2 separate regions of the Rattus norvegicus genome follow, and region 2 is linked to region 1. The links are chromatin contacts, called in public Hi-C maps. All regions are on one chromosome and are shown on one strand. The core of a region is the stretch at or near the end of the contact, and the rest is flanking DNA. Distances in the headings are between cores, read along the strand shown.

The links. Hi-C and Micro-C count contacts between places; a contact is called where the count stands out from the background.
Region 2: a contact with region 1 is called in a Hi-C map of liver, with 3 times the contacts expected there. The contact joins the enhancer-like site here to the promoter of Mrrf in region 1. A contact is called at or near these places in 4 of 12 Hi-C or Micro-C datasets (frontal cortex, kidney, liver and 1 more).

What each region holds. Positions count from the first base shown.
Region 1 is chr3:39,881,755-39,887,183 of GRCr8, reverse strand. Mrrf (mitochondrial ribosome recycling factor) reads right to left here and starts at 2,535. Exons shown (of 7, transcript NM_001008354.1): 1 at 2,515-2,535. Rbm18 (RNA binding motif protein 18) reads left to right here and starts at 2,607. Exons shown (of 6, transcript NM_001107838.1): 1 at 2,607-2,740.
Region 2 is chr3:39,960,036-39,965,768 of GRCr8, reverse strand. No RefSeq gene overlaps it. Among named protein-coding and RNA genes, the nearest start is that of Ptgs1, 19 kb to the left of the region's middle. Within about 2 kb of position 3,403, at least 4 of the 93 cell types and tissues checked have an H3K27ac peak or open chromatin away from gene starts, as enhancers often do. A contact at or near this core is called in liver, where this site is marked.

The sequences.
Region 1 (5,429 bases), core at 1,286-3,785:
GGCATACGACGTATCACTGCAAAGAAGCCAGGACATTTCACAGTGGAAGTTCAATACAGCAGTCTTCTGGGTCTGTAACCTTAGGAACATGGTCAGGTCAGCACATATGAAGAACTGAAACTGAAGAAGAAACTTTTAGTTCTAGTCTGTTCCAATAACACTCACAGGAGGAACTGTTTCTCCACTCACTACATACGTGATCTTGAGAAGGTCAGTCCCACCACATCTCTTTTTCTTTTTAAATCATGAATATTTTAATAATGCTTTTTATTGACTCTTAATTTAAGAGTTTCGTACATTTATGAACCAACATCCTGGCTCGTCCACTGCTCCACCAACCTCTTACAACCAGCTATGTATTGGTATACAACATTTCTTTTTCTTTCTTTCTTTCTTTTTTTTTTTTTTTTTTTTTTTGGTTTTACAAGGCAGGGTTTCTCTGTGTAGCCCTGGCCATCCTGGAACTCAGTCTATAACCAGGCTGACCTTGAAATCAGATAAACTTCTTGCCTCTGCTTCCTGAGTGCTGGGATTAAAGGAGGGCATCGCCTCCATCCCCAATCCCCTGTTTGGAATGTTCTCCCTTTATCTCTTTAACCATCCATCTTTTCTTTACCATCCATCTTAACCATCACTCTGTCAGAGCACAGGGTCATTGGCCACCTCTTCCAACTAAACTAAGCTTTCACGCCCAATACTTCATCACAGTACACAGTTTCCACCAGTAAAAGTAAATGCATATGTAAGTACTTGATCCTTGTCTAGGCACCCCCATATGACTGCTGGCACTCCACAAAAGTTCTAGTGGATCAATCTACCCATTAATCTACCAGGTTAGCACTGTATCCTGAACTTAGTATAGTACAAATATACAGACATCATACAAATGTGTTAAGTATGGTAATGGACTTCCACAAAGATTAAATCCTTGTCCAATATCAACACCTCGGATGGCAGGTCTTGGGATCTTTTCTCAACACTGGTTCCACTATCCCCTGGATTTCCAGTTCTTTACTTGGTGTACTTCTTTTCAAAGTCAGTATCGGGTAAAGAAAGGTATTTGGAATATCTGACTCAATACAAAATCCAAATGTCCTTGGCACAAGCCAAAGGAGGAATAATAAAAACTTCACAAAGTGGACAAAAGGCCTCACCTTAAGACTAGAAGACCTGGATTTCAACATCCCCACCTCATCAATCCCTATCACATGCAACTGTGGAATTCACAACTACCCATATCCAAAGAGCATGGATCACCGCTCTACCGAGGATGAGAACTATAGTAAATCATTTCTCCTAGTTTGGTTTTGTAACCTCTGCCATTAACTGAAGGAATCAGATCAAGTTTCCTGACTTTCCCATGACGAGTTCTCCAAGATTCTGGGAAATACATTGGAATGTGGTCAAGAGAAAGCACTGCCTATTGGATCCACCCTCTGTGGTGGAACCACCCCCTAGATGAAGGCCTTTCCCGGGAAGAAATAAAGACCCTTACAGAGGAAGGTCGAGGTAGAGGTTGAACCCTCCTCAAACACTACAGAAAATGTAAAGGCCAAGATCCAAGATAAGGAAGGAATTCCTTCTGATCAGCAGAGAGGCTAATCTTTGTTGGTAAGCAGCTGGGAGATGGCCATATTTTGTAACATTCAAAAGGAGTTCACCCTTTCTCCTGTGCTGAGACTTCATGGTGGTCCTGAGAAAAGGATAAAGTCTTACACCACAGACAAGAAGCATAAGTGTAAGAGAAAGGTTAAGCTGGTTGTGCTGTAATATTAAGAAGTGGATGAAAAATGGCAAAATCACTCGACTTCGTTGAGTGTCCTTCTGATCAATATGATGCTACAGTGTTCAAGGCTAGTCGCTTTGACAGACATTACTGGGTCAAGTGTTGGCTGACTTACTGCTTCAACAATCCAGAAGACAAGGAGTTGTGTGTGAGTTAATAAAAACACAGAAATGGGAAAAAAGAAATGGGCCTAGGCAAGAGTCCTGCTTCTAGTGCTTCCTAAGTATGTGATCTTAATGCCAGAGTCACGGGAATGTTGAAGCACCATCGAAATGACAACTGTTTGCCCACAGGACGGCAGAATGACGATTTTAAAAGCCCAGGCGTTGGTCTCAGGCCTGGGTAGAATTCAAACTCCATCACTTGGGAGCTGTGCGACCTTGGTAGACACCGCTTGAGTTTTTGTTTCTTCATCATCGGGAATAATTACACCTCCGTGTGTAGGGCTATTTGGAAAAGGCATTATTCCTGTCAGGTGACGTCTTAAACATCAGGAACTAATTACAAGTTCCCTGGCAAGGCTCTAAATGTCGGCTGAGTGACACGAGCTCCGCCCCACCCTTGAGAGCATAGAAGTCCCGCCCCTGGTTTTAAGGTCGAGCCGAACTCTGCAGAACCAGTCACGGAGGTATCCTTAGCCCCACGAGGTCCCTCCGAGGTCCTAGAAAAAGTGTCACCGGTATCTGGATCCCGCCCACTTCTTGAGAGCCCCCCTCGAGGCCACTCACCAGCTACAGCCGGGATTATAGAGAAACACACGCGGGACAGCGGAGGCGGAGGTGCGGGCGTCATGACGTCACGGGCTGGCGCGGCGGCGCAGGCGTAGCGCGTCACGGGCGGCCGGGCGGCGAGCGGTGTTTCGGCAGAGGTAACCTCACGTCCCTCGCTCGGACCCCAGCGTCGGAAGCTGCTTTCGGGGCATGAGCTGAGAGGGCACGGCTCCGAGGCTAGCGGGTGAGTACCCGAAGCTCAGCACCATCCTGGCCGCGGGGACCTTGGCGAAGACTGCCCTCACCCGCAGGCTTCTAGGCCCCGCCCCGGATTGTCCTGTATCTGGCCGGAAATAACAATTCCATTAGTGACTTCGCTGCCAGGAATCGGGAAACCCTGGTTGCTGGCCTGACCCTGTGATTAGCGTGTAGGAATAAGCGACCCCAGAGCCCTCCAGAGCCCTCCTGACTACTAGAGTTGATACATCTCAGCTGGGAGGAATAGATTGGCATTTTATGAACTTGTTACTCTTAAGGAGTTGTCGCCTTTGCAACCCCCAAACGACTTGATAGTCACATACTTACTAGACTTTACTGTTTCTCAAAAACTCATGACCTGAGCTGGCACATGTATATTCTTATTTAAAATGACCACGTGATGCAGGAACAATTGTCTCCACCTGTGGAAAGATGAGACTTGACTTTGTTTCATTCATTCTCCAAGAAAATAGTACCAACTCTGAGCCAGGCAGTGTACTGTATCCTGGGTAAAGAACCATGATCAAGGCCCTGTGCTGTAGGGGTTTTTATTATTTTAGAAGAATAGGCAAAAAGTAAATTACCCAATGTATTCACATTATATGGGAAGGGGGAAGTGGCAGGGACAGAGAATGTGAGGACGATAACCTAAGGGAGGGACTGTTATTGAAGCCACAATTATTGAAAAAGTCCATTTTGAGTCCAGGTCTCTCTAGCCCCAGGTCTTGTATTCTTGGTATTGAAACATGGCCTCTTTGGCATTTTTAAGTATCTTTTGGTGTTACAGTTGCTTTTAGACATGAGAACATCAGAAGTTCTAGCATTGAAATCCAACTTTTCTCTGTCTAAAATAGTGCAGCCCCTAGTCACATCCTCCGTCTCAGTGTTGCATGAGTTCTCAGCGTGGTTCTGAAGGCTTCAGGGGTAGAACTTGGGAGAAGTACTACCATAATGAGATACTGCCCTCATAAGGGAACTGAACTGGCCTTGTTAAATGATAGTATCTGTCTCGGTATCTGTCATTAATTACTTCAATCAATATTTTCCTTTTTTTTTTCTTTTTTAAATTTAGTTTTCTTTCCCTTTCAAAAATTTCTGAGAATAGGGATTATTTTGTACAAGGCTGAGCTTGAGGCACTTCTAGATACAGAAGATAAATGTTTTGGTTTTAGGGTTTTGTTTTTTTTTTAAGTCTTTGTTTTCCTAGCAGGGAGGTCTGTAGTCTGGTATAGGCAGCTATCTTCCCTGTCCCGTTCTCTTTTCTTTATCATATTGTATATTTATTACAATTTCATTTTTCATCTGTAAACTCATTTTTTTCCTTCTCAGCAACCTTAACTAATAAGGAAAGCAGGGTATATCTTTACAGATCTTTCAGATTTATTTACTCTGTGTATGAGCCTTTTGCCTGCATCTGCGTATGTATGTGCACGGCATGTATACAGTGTTTCATCTTCCAGAACTGCAGGTAGTAAGCCATCAAGTGGGTGCTGGGAACTGAATTCCTGGGTCCTCTGCAAGAGCTCTTAACTGCTGAGTCATCTCTCCAGCCCCTCAGAGTTTACTTTAAAACATGAAGAAACTGGGCCAGCAAGATGGCTGACCAGTAAAAGTGCTTCCCATATAACCCAGACAGCCTGAGTCCAATCTCTAGGATCCAAGTAAAAGTGAAAAGAGAGAACCAGCTCTTGAAAGTTGTCTTCTGACTGCTGTCTGTGCTACATGATAGCCCAGCCCCCTCCCCAACCCATGATAATAAAGTAAAAACAAGGAAAGTGGGGTACCAAGAAAAATAACTTCCGGTGGAAATGGGACAATTTATAACGAAGTCTTCTGGCTCCAGGCTTTTTGCAGTATCCATTACCGCCTCCATCACAATCCTTTCTGTGAGGTGAGATGCTTCAGGAATGAAGACCAATAGTAATTTATCAGACTTTTTTTTTTTTAAAAAGACTTGTTTATTTTATGAGTACACTATAGCTGTCTTCAGACACACCAGAAGAGGGAATCAGATCCCATTACAGATGGTTGTGAGCCACCATGTGGTTGCTGGGAATTGAACTCAGGACCTCTGGAAAAGCACTCAGTGCTCTTAACCGCTGAGCCATCTCTCCAGCCCAATCTATCTATCAGTCTTGAATACTTCTAAGAAGCGTGGTTCTGAAGGCTTCAGGGGTAGAACTTGGCAGAGCTACATACCTTAATGAGATACTGTCCTCATAAGGGAACTGAACTGCAGTTGTTAGACAGCTTGCCACAGTTACACAAAGGAAGCAGATGGTGAACTGTAATAACTGAGGAGAAACATCTCTTGTTACTACCCGAACAGTAAACTCGATCAATAGCTAATATAGACTACTTACTGTTGTTAAATAGTGACTTTTTATGTATGCAATCCTCACAACTGTCCTATCAAATAAGAACGATTGCCTCTAATTTTACATTTGAGGAAATTGGGGGCCTATAAAATTTAGATAATTAGCTAAGTCACACACCTGCTTTCCTATCCATTCACCTCTAACTCCAGACTCTGCTCCTGTTTTTTTGTGCCACCTGCTCCCTGTACTTTGTGTTGCTCCAAGAAGAGCAAGAATATAAGCTGCTCTTCTATGTCTGTTGCCTTCAGCACCATCGAGACAGTTTTCCTTTTTTCCTGCAGTATTATGTGGTGATAG
Region 2 (5,733 bases), core at 2,154-4,653, 78 kb before region 1:
CAAGGCTGTGGAGATGATAGAAGAGGCAGAAACATACACAAAAGGCACCTAGCTCAACCCTAATGCTCTTCCCAGAGACAGCAGCATGTGCAAAGGTCCAGGGGTTGAGGGGCGGGGCCTCTGGGAAACAGATGGGAACTGTGTACTAATGGTTAAAACTGCGAATGCACATAAGCACCACAGCATTCTAGATACGTCTGTGTAGTCATGGACTGGGCTTCACCCTAGGCTTCTGGCAAGTTCTCTGGACCTTCTGAATGTTCTGTCTCCTTGGGGCAGACTAGATACTCTCACAGATGTGACTCGGGTTGGGCTAACCACGCTTGCCTTGTCTTAGGGTGGGGGACTGGCCGTGGGAGAAACCAAGCACATGGCTTAAGTCATGGGACTTTGGATCAGGCAATATCCATCAGTCTGGAGACAGAATGTGGGGACGCTAACCAATCCCCCCATCCCAGTGACACCATGCAAATCATCTCAGAACATGGAAGTGCAGGTAAAGGTGACCCCCTGGACATACTCCATAATATCACACCCTTTTTTGGGAGCAGCACATCCAGACAGACAGAAAGTAACACAGGGCTCTGTCTTTTCCTTCAGTCGCCCTTCACACGCACCCTCCCTGAAACTAACCCGTAACCTGAGCACACCAGCTCCTGGGGAAGTTCTGTGAGTCCTTCTAGAGGATTCTCAAACCTGAGAGTGGTTCAAGGAACCCCTCGCCTAGCAGGTGGAGTGCCACAAGTCAAGACAGCCCTGCCTGAGCATGGCTCCTCTAACCTTGTAGAGGACCCAACTTATTAGATGGGATTTCTTCTCACCTGAAAGATATCTCCCTGAAGGAGGCATGGTCATCTTTACTCTGCTTTCTAGACTGGGGCACTGAGTCAAGCAACCCGACTGAGGTCGCAGGACCATCTAATACCAAACGTGAGCTCTGAAAGTGGAGCCAGGCACTGGAATGCGGGCCTGGACCACTGTGAGGCACTTCCCAGAGGCTGCGCAGGGAACAGGGGAAGATGGGACTGGAGCTGAGCTGGTCTTCAAGATGGATAGCAGGAGATGTATTCCGTAGCTGCCTAGCGGGTCTGGGGTCCCAAGAAAATAACCACACGATCCCAAGTATTTCAGCAGGGCAGTAAGTTTGATTTGTGCAGAGGGTGCACAGTCATACCAAACCAGTCGGAGAGTGGGTCCTGCGCACCAGGGTTCCTTCCGCCTCACATCCTTACGTGACGGCTCATTTAAAGTGTCACCGTTGATAATCGGGATGTGATTTTGAGCAACTAGTACACACATTTTTGACTTCAGGAAGCGCTGACCTCGGGGCTGGAGGCGCGGCTTCTAGAACTTTCACGGGGAGAACCAACCACCTGAAACTCCAATCCTAAGGGATCTGACGCCCTCTTTCGGCTTTCCTGGGCATCAGGAACACCAACAGGCTTGTGGGCAAAACACACAGATACATAACAAACAAAACTCCAGATTAAGAAAATAAGTGCTGACAAGGAAGGAATTTGACTGTCTTCCAAGTAGCTTCTTTATATTTGTTTTTAAATGAAACGTGTCTTGTTATGTGTTTAGAAAGATACTGAGTTTCCTTTTTACATTTTCCACACAGGCTGGATTTGAAATGAAGAGAAAGGAAGGAGCTAATTATGAACTTCAGGCTTCTGCACACACAGCCAGGGTTCTGGATTCCCATGCCCAGTAAACACAAAAAGCAAGGCACGTGATAGGCTCGTACCTCGGTCCTTAGAGCAGCTTTGCGCAACCCCCCACCCCGCGCGCGCACAGGACCGTATTCCGAAGTGACCACAAGGTGGCAGCAGAGGCCACCTTTTTCATGTCTGCTCGGGCAAGACTCTCTGGAGAAGGAGGCTTCCTGCTGGCCAGGCTGGAGGGTTTGTCTGCCCCTGACCATGGTGGAACTGGAATGGGACCTCTGCCAGGGCCTCTCAGAAACAAATTCCTGCACTCACGGGGTTCAAAGGGCCTGGTGAAGAAGGCAGGAGAAGTGGGCTCCTGCACTGCTTAGCCAGAGCAGGTGTCCTACCTACCCTGTGAGGCTTGTTTGGGAATTGAGGTAACATTTTTTGTTTGAAGCAAAGTCCTGAGACAGCCGCAAGTCTACCCACATTGGAAAACTGAGACCAAACTTACACCGGCCTGCTATTGTTAGAGTGGAGTTGGGAAACCTTGAACAGCCGGAAACCCCCTCACCTGTCTTCATCCCTATTACTCCAGTGTCTTGCCCACGCACCCAAACAGCACCAGGCGATCTGTGGCGCACATCCTTATCGATTCCGTGAGAATTCCCTCCTGCCCCTCTCCCACCCCACTGAGTGGACCCCACCCCCCAACATCAGCCCTGGAGGCTTCCCAGGAAAGGTGCCGTATCCCCTCCCCCACACTGTCCTGTTGTTTGCACCTCGGCCCTACAGCAGGCGCTCCAAGCAGAACCTGAGTGTCCAGGGTAGGAGGCTATGCTTGACTGCCTGGGAGCAGTATGCCTAGCCTCCCCCAAGTGGAAGCCAGCCGAGACCAGTGCACAGGGAAATGTGTGGCTTCTGCACAGAGATCACGGTCAATGCAGAGGTGGTGGCCGGTAAACTCATCACAGGTCACATGCAGGAAGCCTCCCTGGCTGGCTGTTCGCTGAGCACTTACTATCTACTACGGGCACAGTTCCAGGCCTTGCGATCAGCACCGAGGAAGACAGAGGGGTGGGGCTGAATTGCAGACAGCACGCACCCAGGGACAAAGCTTCACCGGCTAGGAAGACTGGTGTCCCTTCTTTACCCAAGGACCCTGTCTGCTCACGGAGCTGCAGGAGGGGGAATGCCCTCTCACAACAGGACTTCCCCACCGCCACTCTAGGTGCTCAGTCAGCGGGGACCCCTCCTGTACCCCTGCGACTGTGCCAGGCTGCTTACAGATCAGGCAAGGGATTAGCACCAAGACTAGCACACTGGAACCTATTCATTTTGGTGTCGGGAGGAAATGATGGGCCAACACGCTGCAGGCAGTCACTCAGAAAAGGCACAGAAAGACAGAAGGGGCCAACAAGACAAATCAGCAGGCAAAGGTAATTGCCTGAGTTCCATCCCCCCCAATCCATATAGCAGCAGAAGAAAGGCTACCCCTGAAAATTGTCCTCTACACACACACACACACACACACACACACACACACACACACACGGGCGGGGGGGTGGATACAAAATATTTTGAAAAAAAATCAAGTAAGTGGGTTTTCAAACTATGTTCTTCAAACTAGGGATCTGCAGGAGTGTCCTGGGTCACCACCAGGGAACAGGGGAAAGGCCACTCAGGCATCAGCCCCGTAGCCTTCCACCTTTGCTGGTCACAGATCCATCCTGGGCTTCACAGGTCAGTTCTTGTTTGAAGAAGAATCCTGCTGGCTCAGGAAAGGCAAGAGGTTTGGCTAGAGTCACACAGGAGAACTGAAAGCCAAGGCCGACAAGAGACACCTGAGATCAGAGGTCAGCCTGGAGCTCCCAAGTCAGAGCCAGAGACAGTAGAACACAGCTAGAACAGGAAGCCACAGAAACTGGAGCCGGAAACCAAAAGAGGGTGAAGTTGTCATGACGTGGGGTCTGGAGGTCAGGGCCAAGGTCACATCCCATTGTCGGAGGTCAGTGAGAGCCATTCCGTATAGGTGGGGAGGGGGCTGCATTCAGTAGGTATTTGTTGAGCATATGCGTAGGCCCAGAACTACAACCCACGGTCATGAGCAAAGCAAACCCTTTGCTCTCCCTCAGCTACCTGGGGTACAAGGTAAACACTATCAGAAGAAATAACTGCTAGGCATCTGAGCTGAAGGAAAGACTGCTTGTAGGTGGGCTGGTTCCTATGGGGTGGTCAAGGAAGGCCTCCCTGAGGAGGTGACATTCGAGCCCTAGACTGTCTGAACCTGGGCCAGCTGTTCAGATCCTATCCTGAAAGCCTGCAGATCCACTCTGGAAGGAGAGGCTGCCAGAGGGGCAGGAAGTCTGGCCCCCTGTAACTATATCCCCAGGAAGGAGGAAGCCTGGACTCGCTTTCAGCAGCCCTATTCATCAAGGCCCAGCTCTAACCCCAGGCAGTACCCGAGGCTCTGCCTGGGGAGGAGGCAATGAGGGAGAGAGGGGAGAAAGGGTGGGAGGGAGGGTAGCAGGGAGAGAGCCCTGCAGACAATAAATGCTTCCAGGTTCCCGGGAGCATTCTGCGGGTCACTGCCACATCTGATTTCAATTACCCTCGGTGTAGGGTTCCCGGGTGGGGGGCAGGGGTGGAGAAGAGGCAGTTCCTCCATGATCAGAATCTCTAGGCCCAGCCATCCAAGGTACTTCAGGACAGGTCCCCAACATTTCAATAGGCAAGAGACAGAATCCAGAAAGAGAGGTCCGGGTCCAACTGTGGGTGGAGGTCACCTTACTTCACAGCCATTTTGCTGTGTGACCTCAGCCACATAGTGACAGGACATCTCTGAGTCTCTGATTCTTCCTGCCTCACTGCAGAAGGTATGGGAACTCAGTGAGTAACTGTGCAGCTCGTTCACCCTCATAGTTAATTAGGTACCAACTAATAATCAATGATTATTAATTAATTAGCACCCTTACTAACACCTAAAATAGTGTCAATTCGATCTGCTACAACCCACAGCCACAAAGGTGACTGTCTCAGGCACACATAGAGAAGGCCCCTGGGATTATCAAACTTCTGAGCTAGCAAGTCTTTGTGATTGGCAACCTTAAGCCAATATTGTCCTCTCCCAGGCCTCAGTTTCCCCATCCATCACAATACTCGCAGGCAAATCCCTGCCCAGAAGAGGGCCTTTTAGGCTCTAATGTAGGAAGCCCCCTTTTGCAGCAAGAGAACTCAGTAGAGCCCTGTTACTAGTTTTTCTTCAGCTAGTAAAACTCCTCTTCGGAGGTGGGCTGAAGAGTGAGGAAGCTAGAGGGAGTTAAGGGCATCTCGGATCTGACCCTGAGCTGTGCTATGGAGGAAATTAAAGGAGACTGCATACAGGGATTCGAACCTAGATCCAAGAGCTTTAGAGCAGAGCGGATGCCAGGGGTCAGCAGAGCGCGAGTTGCAGGCGGACACAGCTCTCCTCTCCCCAGTGCGCGCAGACCGGGAACTCCCCTCCGGCCTCAGCCAGGGAACAATGCGCGGCTTCCTGCCCGCCCTGCGCCGCCGGGAAACCAGTTCCCCCTTCGGGTACACGAGGTCGCGCCCCGGGAGACCGCAGGAGGAGCCTCCCCAGCCCGCTGGGCAGCGCGCAGGAGTAATCCGGGAGGCCAGGTTATTGCCTGGATGCTCAGTGCATCCGCGGTGCCAGGCACTGGTCCTACTCCCCGGGTGGAGCGCTGTGTCTCAGCGCCTGAGCCTCAGTCGTTGCTGCTTCAGCAGACACAGCTTGGGCAGCAACCCAGGCCCTTGGCTAGACACTGGGAACTGAGGCACCTGATTTAGCGAGCTAGTGAGGAAGAAAGCCAGCCATGGGCTTGTCAATCACTGTGCAAGCAAGAAGACCTTTGTTCGAATCCCCAACGTCTACAAAAGAAGTCATCCAGGTGCCTGTGCCTCTGCAATTTGTGTGGGAGAACAGAGACAGGTGGGTCGTAGGCGTTCACTGAAATATGCTCTCCTGTGGTCTCTGACTGCTTGGGCACGCACCACTGCACCACCAAAATGTGCATAATCCACTCAAAATGAGTGATGTCTT